2 separate regions of the Zea mays genome follow, and region 1 is linked to region 2. The links are chromatin contacts, called in public Hi-C maps. All regions are on one chromosome and are shown on one strand. The core of a region is the stretch at or near the end of the contact, and the rest is flanking DNA. Distances in the headings are between cores, read along the strand shown. Region 1 holds the start of LOC103637360 (GTP-binding nuclear protein Ran1B). Region 2 holds the start of LOC100193527.

Region 1 (5,449 bases), core at 1,032-3,531, 170 kb before region 2:
ATTGTGATCCGTTGATGTGTGCATGGATGAGGCTGTCGTAACGATTGTTGATCTGAGCTTTAAGTAACTTGGAACCTACTTACTCCGAGCAATTCCAATTCTATTCTTAGCTAACCCATTTAAAGTTTGACAATATTTATGATGTAAAATATGTATAGCAAGTATAAAATATACTCAATGAAGAATCTATATCATAAATATTGACACTTTTTTTATATAAACATCGTGAAACTCAAGATTCTTTGACTTGGTATTATGTTTGAATTGTATTTTGTTTTCGGGGAGATGGAGTACCTGCAACCGATGGTTAATGGAGCAAATGTGTTTACTTCTAATTTAGGGATGGGATGGGATGGGAGTTTGATCTGTGGATTTAGATATTCGTTGGATATTTGATCCGACGGAACCAGACATGGATACATTTTTTGACCTATGGGTTAGACCCGTATCCAACCCGAAGTTGGGAGCGCATGGATTCAAATATTGTCACCTATTGGCGGGTTACCAATTGGATATCTGAAAATTGCCAATAATTTTTTTGTCTATTATATAGCAAAGAGCAAATTCTAACTCCTTAAGCCCCATGTCTTAACGCTCCAAATTCCCTATCGCTAGCCACCCTTTTCACCTTTGTTGGCTTTCTATGCTGTACCTCGTGTCCTTTTCTAAGTCTCATAAGCCGCACCATCGCTGGTGAGGTCGATAGCTACCCCTTCTAGGCTCTAGTGCGATTGGCCGCAGCCCATGCATTATAGCCTTATAGGCTGCCCCTTTCTGCGTGCATGGTCACCTCTTTCTGCATCTGTCAGCCGCTCCTAGCTCCTCAATCCACATTGTTGTTGCCCCTTCATGCTTCTATCCTGGCGCTGGTGAGCATGTGCTGCCGCTTTCCTAATGGTCCCTGACTCCCCTCCCCTTCGACACATTTTTTCATGTTGATATGTTGAGAATATTACTTATTAAAAGACGTGTATTTGTATAATTTTTATTAAGTTTTTAACTGTGTATGATAGTGGACTGAGAAGAAATTTGATTAATTGTGCTATTGAATTGTTAGAAAATGATAGCCTCAATTATATCCGACGGATATTCAAAATCGTCCGAAATTGTGCTATTGAATCGTCATCACCAAAATAACCTAAGTGTGGCAGGCGTCACTACGGCACGCACGGAGAAAGGTCAGGAGCATGACCGACTCGCGCCGTACCCGTGTCGGTCGGCTCGCGGTTACGATCGTAGGCGGGGGCAGCAGGTTGGGCTACGACCGTAGTGTTGTTCTAGTTCGACACGATTATTTTTTTTATAAAAAATCATATATAGATATGTACAATTTATATTCAATATTATAAACACATGAGCATGATGTTATACTGGTTAGATACCTTTGTCTATATCTCCTACCCTTCTTCTATTATGCTCTTGCATCACTTTTTAATAATTTTACGCTGAGTTAATTTAGAATAAACGTATTGTAAAAAAATAACGCACGACACGGGTACATGACATGAAGCAGGATAGTGGCATCCCGAATTCCTGACCCGATCCCGACCTCCAACTCTCTCTCTGGAAGCAGGGTTTACTGCCGCCCATAAAACCCTCCATCCAATCTTTTCTCCCTTCATTCAATATACACGGAATTCGAAACCGACCTAGGTTCGTCTCCGCATTCCACGCAAGGAAGCCGCTGCGAATGGTGATCTTACGCTCCACCTCTCGATTGTTGCGATTTCCGATCTCCTCACTCATATTATACGCTGTTGTATTTTTTCAGGCTCTCCCCAATCAGGAGAAATTTGTCATTATGAAACACCACGGGGTGGCTTCGACAAGATGGAGGTTAACGAAAAAAATTTGTCGTTATAAAAAGGCTTTGCAAAGCCAACACTTTAAAATGGATATGAATAGGTAATAACGATAGATATTCACTCATACTCACGCCGTTATTTTTCCGTTACCAGGAATATTCGAGAGGCCGCTGCTCGCTCTTGCTGCCTTCCACGCGCAACCAAACCCTAACCACAACCCAACGAATGATCAATTCCATGGACGGTTCCAATCCAATGAAAGGAGAGGAGACAGAGTAGCAGCAGCAGCATAGTAGAAGAATCTGATGGAACGAACGAACCGACTGAGAGAATTCAGAAGAATTTGGTGCCGGCTCGTCCGCTGTGGAGCAGGTTGTGCGCGATGTCGTCCCTAGCCTTGGTGGCGCCGTCCGACCGCACGGGGTTCTCCGGCACCGTCTCGTCGTCGTCGATGTCGCATCGGAGCGCGGGGTCCATGCCCTCCCCGCGCGACTCGCAGATGTTGTGCAGCACGCAGCAGGCGCCCAGCACCACCGGGAGGTCCTGCAGCTTCACCTCCGTGCGCTTCTGCAGGCACGCCCACCGGCCCTTGAGGCGTTCGAAGGCGTCCACGGCGACGCGCCAGACCTCCGCCACCTTCTCGTTGAAGGCGTGCTGCGCCCACGTCAGGTTGGCCTGCGCGTAGGGGGCCAGCTTCAATCGGCGGCTCTTGGTCTGAGGCAGCGGCGCCCGGCTTCCGCGCGAAGGAGAATGCGACGGCGATGGAGGAGATCTCGCGATGGAGAACTCACGGCGACGGCGCTTGGGGACGGAACCCGGTGTCAACTAGATTAATACTGCTCTAAACCTTGTAATGGAGTATTCATGTCCATTTTAGAGTGTTGGCTTTGACCAGCCTTTTTATAACGGCGAATCCCTCCCCTTAGCCTCCATTTCGTCGAAGCCGTCCCCGTGTGTTTCATAATGTTAAATTTCTCCCAATCTACCCCAATTTCAAACTCGTCATCGTAGGCGACGGCGGCACCAGTAATTAGGTGATAGAGTTGCACGATCTCGCTTTCTGTTAATTGCGAGATTCCTTCCCGATTAGGTTTTGTTCGGTTATTCCCATTATATATGAATTGAATGGGATTAAAAAAAATTTAGAAGAATTTTAACTTGCTTGGAATTTAAATCCATCTAATTCCACTCAATTTATATGGATTAAGAGCTAACCGAACAAGTCCTTAGTGTGTTTTTGGTAATTTTGAGTCTACTAGCTTACAATCGAGGTTTTTTTTACTGCCAATGCACGGGGACAACCCGACTGTTTCTGCGTTGTAGCTTTGGAGTCAGCGACTCAGCGCAATCAATGAACATAAATGATTGAGATTATTGTGTTTTGCCCAATACATTTAGCCCACGTTTGGATCTAAAGCTCTCCTCACTAGAGAACCCTCCTCACACAAGAGAGATCCCACCATCTCTATTTCGAACTTCATTGTCTAAACAGTGTTTTGCACAGCCATTTTAGTCCTAGTGGTGAGGACAGACCAATACATTTAGGCCACCTTTGAATCTGATCGGGAATATGAGAATCCAGTATCCTCTATTATCTAGAGAGATCTGTGTCTTGATATTTTTAAAATCTGTTCTGGTATCTGGTCTGTTTGTATGAATATAGATAGATTTTTTATCACATTCGTATAATCTGCTTGGATTCAAATTGCCTTTAATTAGTTAGATTTTTTGTTATATTTTCCCTTCACGTTTGTTGATTTCATTCTGAAAACATCCCTCTTCGTGTCTTGTAGGCAAGACAACCTTTGTGAAGAGGCATCTGACCGGAGAGTTCGAGAAGAAGTATGAACGTGAGTATCTATTTTTTTTAGAGTGGATTATATATGTAGTTATTTGTTTGATTCTACTTCTTGCAGAGTGGATTATATATGTAGTTACTTATTTGATTTTACGGTAGTTGTTGTGGTGCCGTAACTAATTCGATTGTCTCTGCAGCCACCATTGGTGTTGAGGTTCATCCCTTGGATTTCCACACCAACTGTGGGAAGATCCGCTTCTACTGCTGGGACACTGCAGGCCAGGAGAAGTTTGGTGGGCTCAGGGATGGATATTAGTAAGTATTTAAGAGTAGTACTGTCGATTCGGAACTTATTGACACAAATATATTAAATGATTGTTGTTGATTTATCTTTACATTAGACCATCTTCAGCAGTTTACCCATATGGTCACTCAATACTGTTTTGCACTGTAAAATGTACTTTTCGCAGAATGGAGTCTGAATATGGGTATGAGGTTACGTAAGCTGCTGAAGATAGTCTTAGGCTATCTTTAGCAAACTGTGTATAATGGCTTCCAAAACACTGTTTTTACACTGTTTACAGTGTAGTTTGAAATAGAGTAAGATAGAAGGTGGGATAGAGACTAGGGAGACTACTGAAGATAGCCTTACCTGTAGTTCTATGTGCTGTCACATATCAGCAAAAATGTCTAATCTGGATCAAGTGTGTTCTCATGGTTACATGCTAAATAAATGACATATAAAACCTGATAGATTTTTTTATATACCAAGGCTTGATTTTAAAATTTTAATTATATTATATATTGCTTATTGATGCCTCCAAATTTCATACTCAAATCATGGCATTGTATTGAGAGTGATTTAGTAGTCATGTTTTTTAGTTTACTTTTGACAAGCTGTGGTACCTTTTTTTTAAAACTTTTGTTCAATTCAGCTTTATGTGCTTTTATTAGTTACTTCCACTATAGGTCTTTGTTTTGTCTAATTCCTTTTACTCATGGTTATGTTTCAATGATATATGATACTTATTGGTTGGAGATATTTAATTTGGAGCATTGCCATATAACTTCCGAATTGTTGTACACAACACTCGAACCTGTGCCTGATACCTGTGTTTCTGAAATCATGGGTCTGAGTAGAAATGCTTTTGTGGATTTTGACATGTTCTCTGCATAAATCCTTCACTCTACCAACAACCACCATACACATCTGTAATTTTTGACATATCTTGTTACTTGATATCCTTTTGTTAACATTAGTCTGACTTCTATATCTATACTATTTATTAAGAGGCTAATGTAGACCAGATTCGTGCCCCCGCCCTCTGCGTACATGCAAGCCTCTGCATACATGCAAGCTCTCCCAGCCGCGCATGCAACGAATGCAACTAAAGCTGCGCATGCAACCGTGCATGCAAATGCCACCACTACATGCAAAAGCTGCATGTGCACAACCGTGCATGCACATGTAAAGCTGCGCATGCGAGTGACATAGCACATGTTTGATATCTGGTAGGAATTATATGTTAAAAATAAATGCGCTAATTAGCACATGTGTTTGGACAGTTTCAAGGAACTAAACGATAAAAATAAGATAAAATATATGTAAATAGGATTCGAACCATGGTTATTTGCTTTAAACTCACGTTCACATCCACCAAGGAACTAAACGGTAAAAATAAGATAAAATATATGTAAATAGGATACAAACCATGGTTATTTGCTTTAAACTCACGTTCACATCCACCTAGCCACGAGAACACACACATTTTTTATTTTAAACTCTATACTCAAATATAATATAGAGACTTTTATGAAAAATAGGGGGGAAAAATAAAACCGGGTC
Region 2 (5,810 bases), core at 1,687-4,186:
GGTGCCCCAAGGGAGAGCAACTCTGAACTCGCCAGCTTCGGAAATCCGCTCTGCTATAATTCACTGGACTGTCCGGTGAGTCACCGGACAGTGTCCGGTGCACACCGGACTATCCGGTGTAACAGCGGAGCAACGGCTACTTCGCGCGCAACGGTCGACTGCAACGCATTAAATGCGCGCCTGCGCGCGCAGAGGAGCAGAGCACGCGCGGGTGGCACACCGGACAGCCTACATGGCCTGTCCGGTGCACCACCGGACAGCCAGGCGGGCCCACAAGACAGAGCTCCAACGGTCGAACCCCAACGGTCTGCTAACGTGGCTGGCGCACCGGACATTGTCCGGTGGCGCACCGGACTGTCCGGTGCGCCATGCGACTACAGCCTTCCAACGGCCACTTTGTGGTGGTTGGGGCTATAAATACCCCAACCACCCCACATTCATTTGCATCCAAGTTTTCAACCTTCCAACTACATTACAAGAGCTAGCATTCAATACAAGACACACCAAAGAGATCAAATCCTCCCCCAACTCCACACAAAGCTTTAGTGATTAGTGAGAGAGATTTGTTGTGTTCATTTGAGCTCTTGCGCTTGGATTGCTTCTTTTTCTTATTCTTTCTTGCGATCATCTCAATTGTAATCAAGGCAAGAGACACCAATTGTGTGGTGGTCCTTGCGGGAAGTTTGGTTCCCAATTGATTGAGAAGAGAAGCTCACTCGGTCCGAGGGACCGTTTGAGAGAGGGAAATGGTTGAAAGAGACCCGGTCTTAGTGACCACCTCAACGGGGAGTAGGTTTGCGAAAACCGAACCTCGGTAAAACAAATCCTTGTGTCTCACTCTTTATTCGCTTGCGATTTGTTTTCACGCCCTCTCTCGGACTCGCTTATATTTATAACGCTAACCCGACTTGTAGTTGTGATTAAGTTTGTAAATTTCAGATTCGCCCTATTCACCCCCCTCTAGGTGACTTTTAGGGGGTACCCTACAAAAGGATTTGATCATCCCTCTCGTAGCAACCACACACCATTAGATTGATAGGAGAGTTCATCCATCGCCACCCACTACTCATATGTAACCTGTGCATCACCAGCAAATTCAATACTAAACACTAAAGTATGTGTGGTCTGGTGGTTAGCTCCAAATTTTTGGAGTTGGAGGTGTGGGTTCGAGTGCTCGCTCTGTACTTTTTTTGCGCGGTGTGGCAGCTGCGTGGGTGGGGTCGGATGCTGAGCAGGCGCATTAGATGGCTGCGTGGGCACTGGGATCCACAGGGCAGTAGCTGAGAGAGGGGCGGGAGAACCCGTCAAATAGCGTGGGGACGGGCCTAGAGTGTCAGTGTGTCCACATGACAGTATCTAAGAGAGGGATGGGAGAACCAGTCGACGCGCGTGGGGCAGACCCAGAGTGTCGGCATGGAGGGTGGAGCTGTGGTAGCACCAGGTGCCCACATTAAGTTCTTAATAGAGTAGTATAGATAGGAGTAATATAGATATAAAGCACCAATTTCTATGGTTTCACGGTCGTCACACTTCCTATTCCCATGTTATGCAAAAATAAAGTAAAATTATGTATAAGTGGACTCTTGAACCTTGGTTGTTAGCTTAATGGCTCCACATTCACACCCACACAACCAAGAAAACATATATATCTTTGTGTTTTATGAAAACTAACTTTATCCATATGGTACATAGAAATCGTTGCAATGCACGAACATCTAACTAGTTACTTGTTCACCGTCCTCTAAAAGATTCCATTCCATTCCCTAAATCCTAGCTTCCATAGCTATTCTCTTTAAATACATCCTCTATACACAATACACCATATTTCTAATGTATTTTTTAATCAGATTGTTTACATGTGTAGTTTTTATAGTCTAAAACTATACATACATATTGATTATGTTTAATGCTTAGTTTAGAGTATAAAAAATTTAGAAAAAAAGAACATCCTAAATCTAGGGCAGGAGGATTTGTCCCTAAATTTAGGGTGTCCTTTAGAGACAACTACTGCAGTTTTAGAATGCTACTAAATCTTTAGGGACACCCAGCAAATAGTCTAAGGCCCTGTTTAGTTCCTGGTTACTAAATTTTAGTCACATCACATCAAAATATTTAGATGATAGCTAGAAGTATTAAATATAGGGGTGTTTGAATGCACTATAGCTAATAGTTAGTGGTTAAAATTAGTTGAGACATCCAAACATCTTAGCTAATAGTTCAACTATTAGCTATTTTTGGTAAATTAGTTAATAGTCAGGTAACTATTTGTTTGCTAGCTAATTCCATTACCAATTTGTAACCAACTAATTATTAGTTCTAGTGCATTCAAACACCCCAATAATCTAATTACATAACTAATTATACAGATAAAGAATAAACGTCAATACAGATCTATTAAACTAATTAGTATATAATTCACCTATGCGATGTTATAATAATAATTTGCTAATTATATATTAATTAGGTTTAATATATTTATCATTCAAACACCGTAACTAATAATTCAGCTATTAACTATTTTTGGTAAATTAGTTAATAGTTAGGTAGCTATTTGTTAGCTAGCTAATTACACTAATAATTTTTAGCCAACTAACTATTAGTTCTAGTGCATTCAAACACCCCATATATATAATAATCGTAATTGACATTTAAGAGGTGTTTGGTTTGTAAGGATTAATTTTTAATCTCTCCATTCTACTTTAGTATCTAAATTACTAAATACAGAAACAAACTCTATTTTAGTTTCCGCATTTTATAATTTAGAGAATAAAATAAAATAAAATTTTGGGAATAAAAATTAGTACCTAGAAGCAGACACCTCCTTAAATATCCGATATCACACCATCAATGGCCCGGTTCACGTAAACAGAGCGCGTCAGGTGGGCACAATTGGTACAACCCAACCCAACGAGCAGCAGAAGCCGGCGCCAGATCCCGCATAAACCACCCGCTCTACCTCTCCACGCGGCCAGCCTGACTCCTCCAGACCAGTCCTCACCCCTGCTCGCCGCGAACGAAGCACAGCTCCTTGCCTCCGTCACCGCTCTCCGTGGCCGGCGAACATGATGTCCGGCGGTGGGTACTCCGCCCTCGACGACCCCAAGGCCTCCGGATCCGTCCCGGTATGCAACCGCACTTTTTTTTTTGCCAGTCTCCCTCTTGTCGCGGAGAACACAGACTCACTATCTCTCTCTTGCCACACCACGCAGGCGGCCACCGGGACAGATCCGCAGGCCATCAGGTTTGCCGACTCCAACCTCCAGACCTTCCCGCCGTCCGAGGCCAGGGGCAAGATCGCTGGCGCCTACCGCCCGCCCACCGACGCCGACGGTCAGATCTCGCGGCCTCAGCTCCCGTATTCTCCACGTTTCTCTTCGGATCCGGCTCGCTGACCTGGCCGCGGTGGCCTCTTTTTTTGCGCAGATACCTTCTCGTCCAAGGGCGGAGGAGCCGGAAGCGGTGGCAGAGGCGGCAGCGCAGGGTCGGATGATGCCGCGCAGGGCGGCTGGTTCCGCATGTTCTCCGTGGCGGCGTACAAGCCCTACTTCGACGTCGACACGTCTGACGTTGTCGAGAGGATCTGGGAGTCCGTCTTCCCCTTCCGCGGCACATTTACCGAGAAGACCTCCGAGAACCCCGACCTGTATGCTCGAATCAGCCCCCCCTCAGAGAATACATTACAGCTCAATTTTGCTGCATTGCTGAGACATGATACAGCTTAGGTAGCAGTAGCAGACGCGATAGATCTTTGCAAGTTTTAGTTAGCATACTGGCTATCATTATTCATAGATTAAATTGCCTTCTGGAGTTGAGTGTCGGTGTGTTTGCATTGGCTGGAAGGTGTTGGTACTTGGTTATGTAGTCTCATGCAGTTATCTGGTCTGCACACTGATAGTGATTGCTCCTTTGTTCCAAATACTTAGTTTCTTTTTTCATCAGGATCTGTTTTTTTTTGATTGAATTTATCCTTGGAAAAGTTATTATTGTCTCTAGCATTGAAGATTGTTGATATGATTCTTTGACTTTGTTTTAAGGTTTTAAAATGGCTGCAATGTCAGAGCCCTTTCTACAGGAGTCTCAGTAGAATTCATTTCAGCAAACAGCAAGCACGAACTAGTTATTAGTATTTACACTTGCTATTGGGTTGATATACTACATATCCCTGTGTTTTCTTACCACTATAGGTATTTCTATTGTTCAGTTTCATTTGGTTGAATTTTCACTGCCCATTTCCATTTGGTTTCCAAATGAAGCGTCTGTGGACACACTTCTATTGATTTTTGTAACTGTATTTGGTTGACCGTGAGATGTAATACTCTTTGTTTGAAAATGGTTAATGAAACATACCATATCTATAGTTTCCAAGATACATACTTGAAATGTTTTTCTTTCATTCAAACAGAAACATTTGGGTCTTCTGTTTTGGCAGTATGTTGAACACCAGTATTTCTTGTTGGAATTATTTAGTATGTTTCACACAAAGTTATAATATCCTTTTGAAAGCAGTATGTTCATGTACAATCAAATTGTTATTTCTCTATGTTGTGTATGGCAGCCTGTAGTGAATCTACATGAAAGTAGAATATGCCTGTGCAGTTGCATTGAATGCTTCTTTCTGAAAAAAAACAATTCGACTATGAACCTTTTCAATCTAGGACATTATGAACTACAGTTTATAATTTTGTAACTAACAATGGCACAATAGTAGTATAGTACACAGAACTTGCCGAATGTGAGTCACCTGGAAGATTTTGTATTTGTCTGAATGATTAATTATTTGTAATTTGCTACTGATCTCTATGCCTTCTGTTTCAATTTGTACTCTCTAGGTATGGGCCATTTTGGACATGCACCACCCTGATTTTCGTTGCTGCATCTATTGCTACTTTTGTCACCTACCTATCCCACAAATGGCACAAGAAGGAATGGAACTATGATATCAACTTGGTTACCTGGTCTGCTGGGTTATTCTATGGCTACGTGACATTTGTTCCTCTTCTTTTATATGTTATTCTCAAGTACTTGTCAGCACCTGCTGGTTTGGTGCAATTGTGGTGCCTATATGGATATTCTCTGTTCATATTCATTCCAGCATCGGTAAGGTTCTTACTAAAATGCATGCACATATACTTGGGACTTTCAGCTCTATTAGTCTACAATTTTGTGCCACTGGTCTACAGCTAAAGTTGTTTAAAATTTGGCCTTTTCTGTGGGAAATGTTCACTCGATTCTAACACCTGTAAAGCAGCAGCAAGGTTGAGTTTAAAGAATTTGCACTGATTTTGTATGAAAACTGGAACCAATTAATTCCAAGAGTCATTATTACCACCACTTACCAATATAATTTGTTTGCTAGGTACCCTTTTACTGCTACATATTATAGTTACATGATTTTACAAGGCATATAGTTGTGCAGTATGTTAGTAGGCTTCATGATTAAACCTGTTTCATATGGTCAAATACTTTTCTATGGATCATTGTCAAAAGAAAAAAAAAATGTTTACTATTTTTACTTACATATAACCAATATCGGTCATTTACTGATTCTCTATTGACGAAATACTACTCCATGCCAAATTATGAGATGTTTTGGCATTTCTAGGTACATAACTTTTATTTTACACTATATCTAGATACATAGTAAAAATAATGTATCTAGAAAAACAAAAACGTTTTATAATTTGGAAATGAGGGACTAGTATATTATCTGTTCAAATGATTTGGAATATTTCTACACTGCTTTAGCATTTGAAGTTGACTGGAAGTTCTTTCTCTTTTGTGTTACAGCTTCTGTCTATTGTGCCAATAGA

Evidence for each region. Hi-C and Micro-C count contacts between places; a contact is called where the count stands out from the background.
Region 1: a Hi-C map of endosperm shows a contact between it and region 2, with 5 times the contacts expected there. The contact joins the promoter of LOC103637360 here to the promoter of LOC100193527 in region 2. A contact is called at or near these places in 3 of 25 Hi-C or Micro-C datasets (ear, endosperm and seedling).

What each region holds. Positions count from the first base shown.
Region 1 is chr8:146,383,435-146,388,883 of Zm-B73-REFERENCE-NAM-5.0, reverse strand. It overlaps LOC103637360 (GTP-binding nuclear protein Ran1B), which reads left to right and starts at 2,281. Exons shown (of 8, transcript XM_008659573.2): 1 at 2,281-2,469; 2 at 2,732-2,831; 3 at 3,599-3,655; 4 at 3,801-3,918. The coding sequence starts at 2,281. It overlaps LOC542067 (DNA methyl transferase 4), which reads left to right. Exons shown (of 12, transcript NM_001111703.1): 12 at 1-85.
Region 2 is chr8:146,216,528-146,222,337 of Zm-B73-REFERENCE-NAM-5.0, reverse strand. It overlaps LOC100193527, which reads left to right and starts at 2,936. Exons shown (of 5, transcript NM_001138639.1): 1 at 2,936-3,122; 2 at 3,210-3,330; 3 at 3,424-3,643; 4 at 4,830-5,097; 5 at 5,788-5,810. The coding sequence starts at 3,063.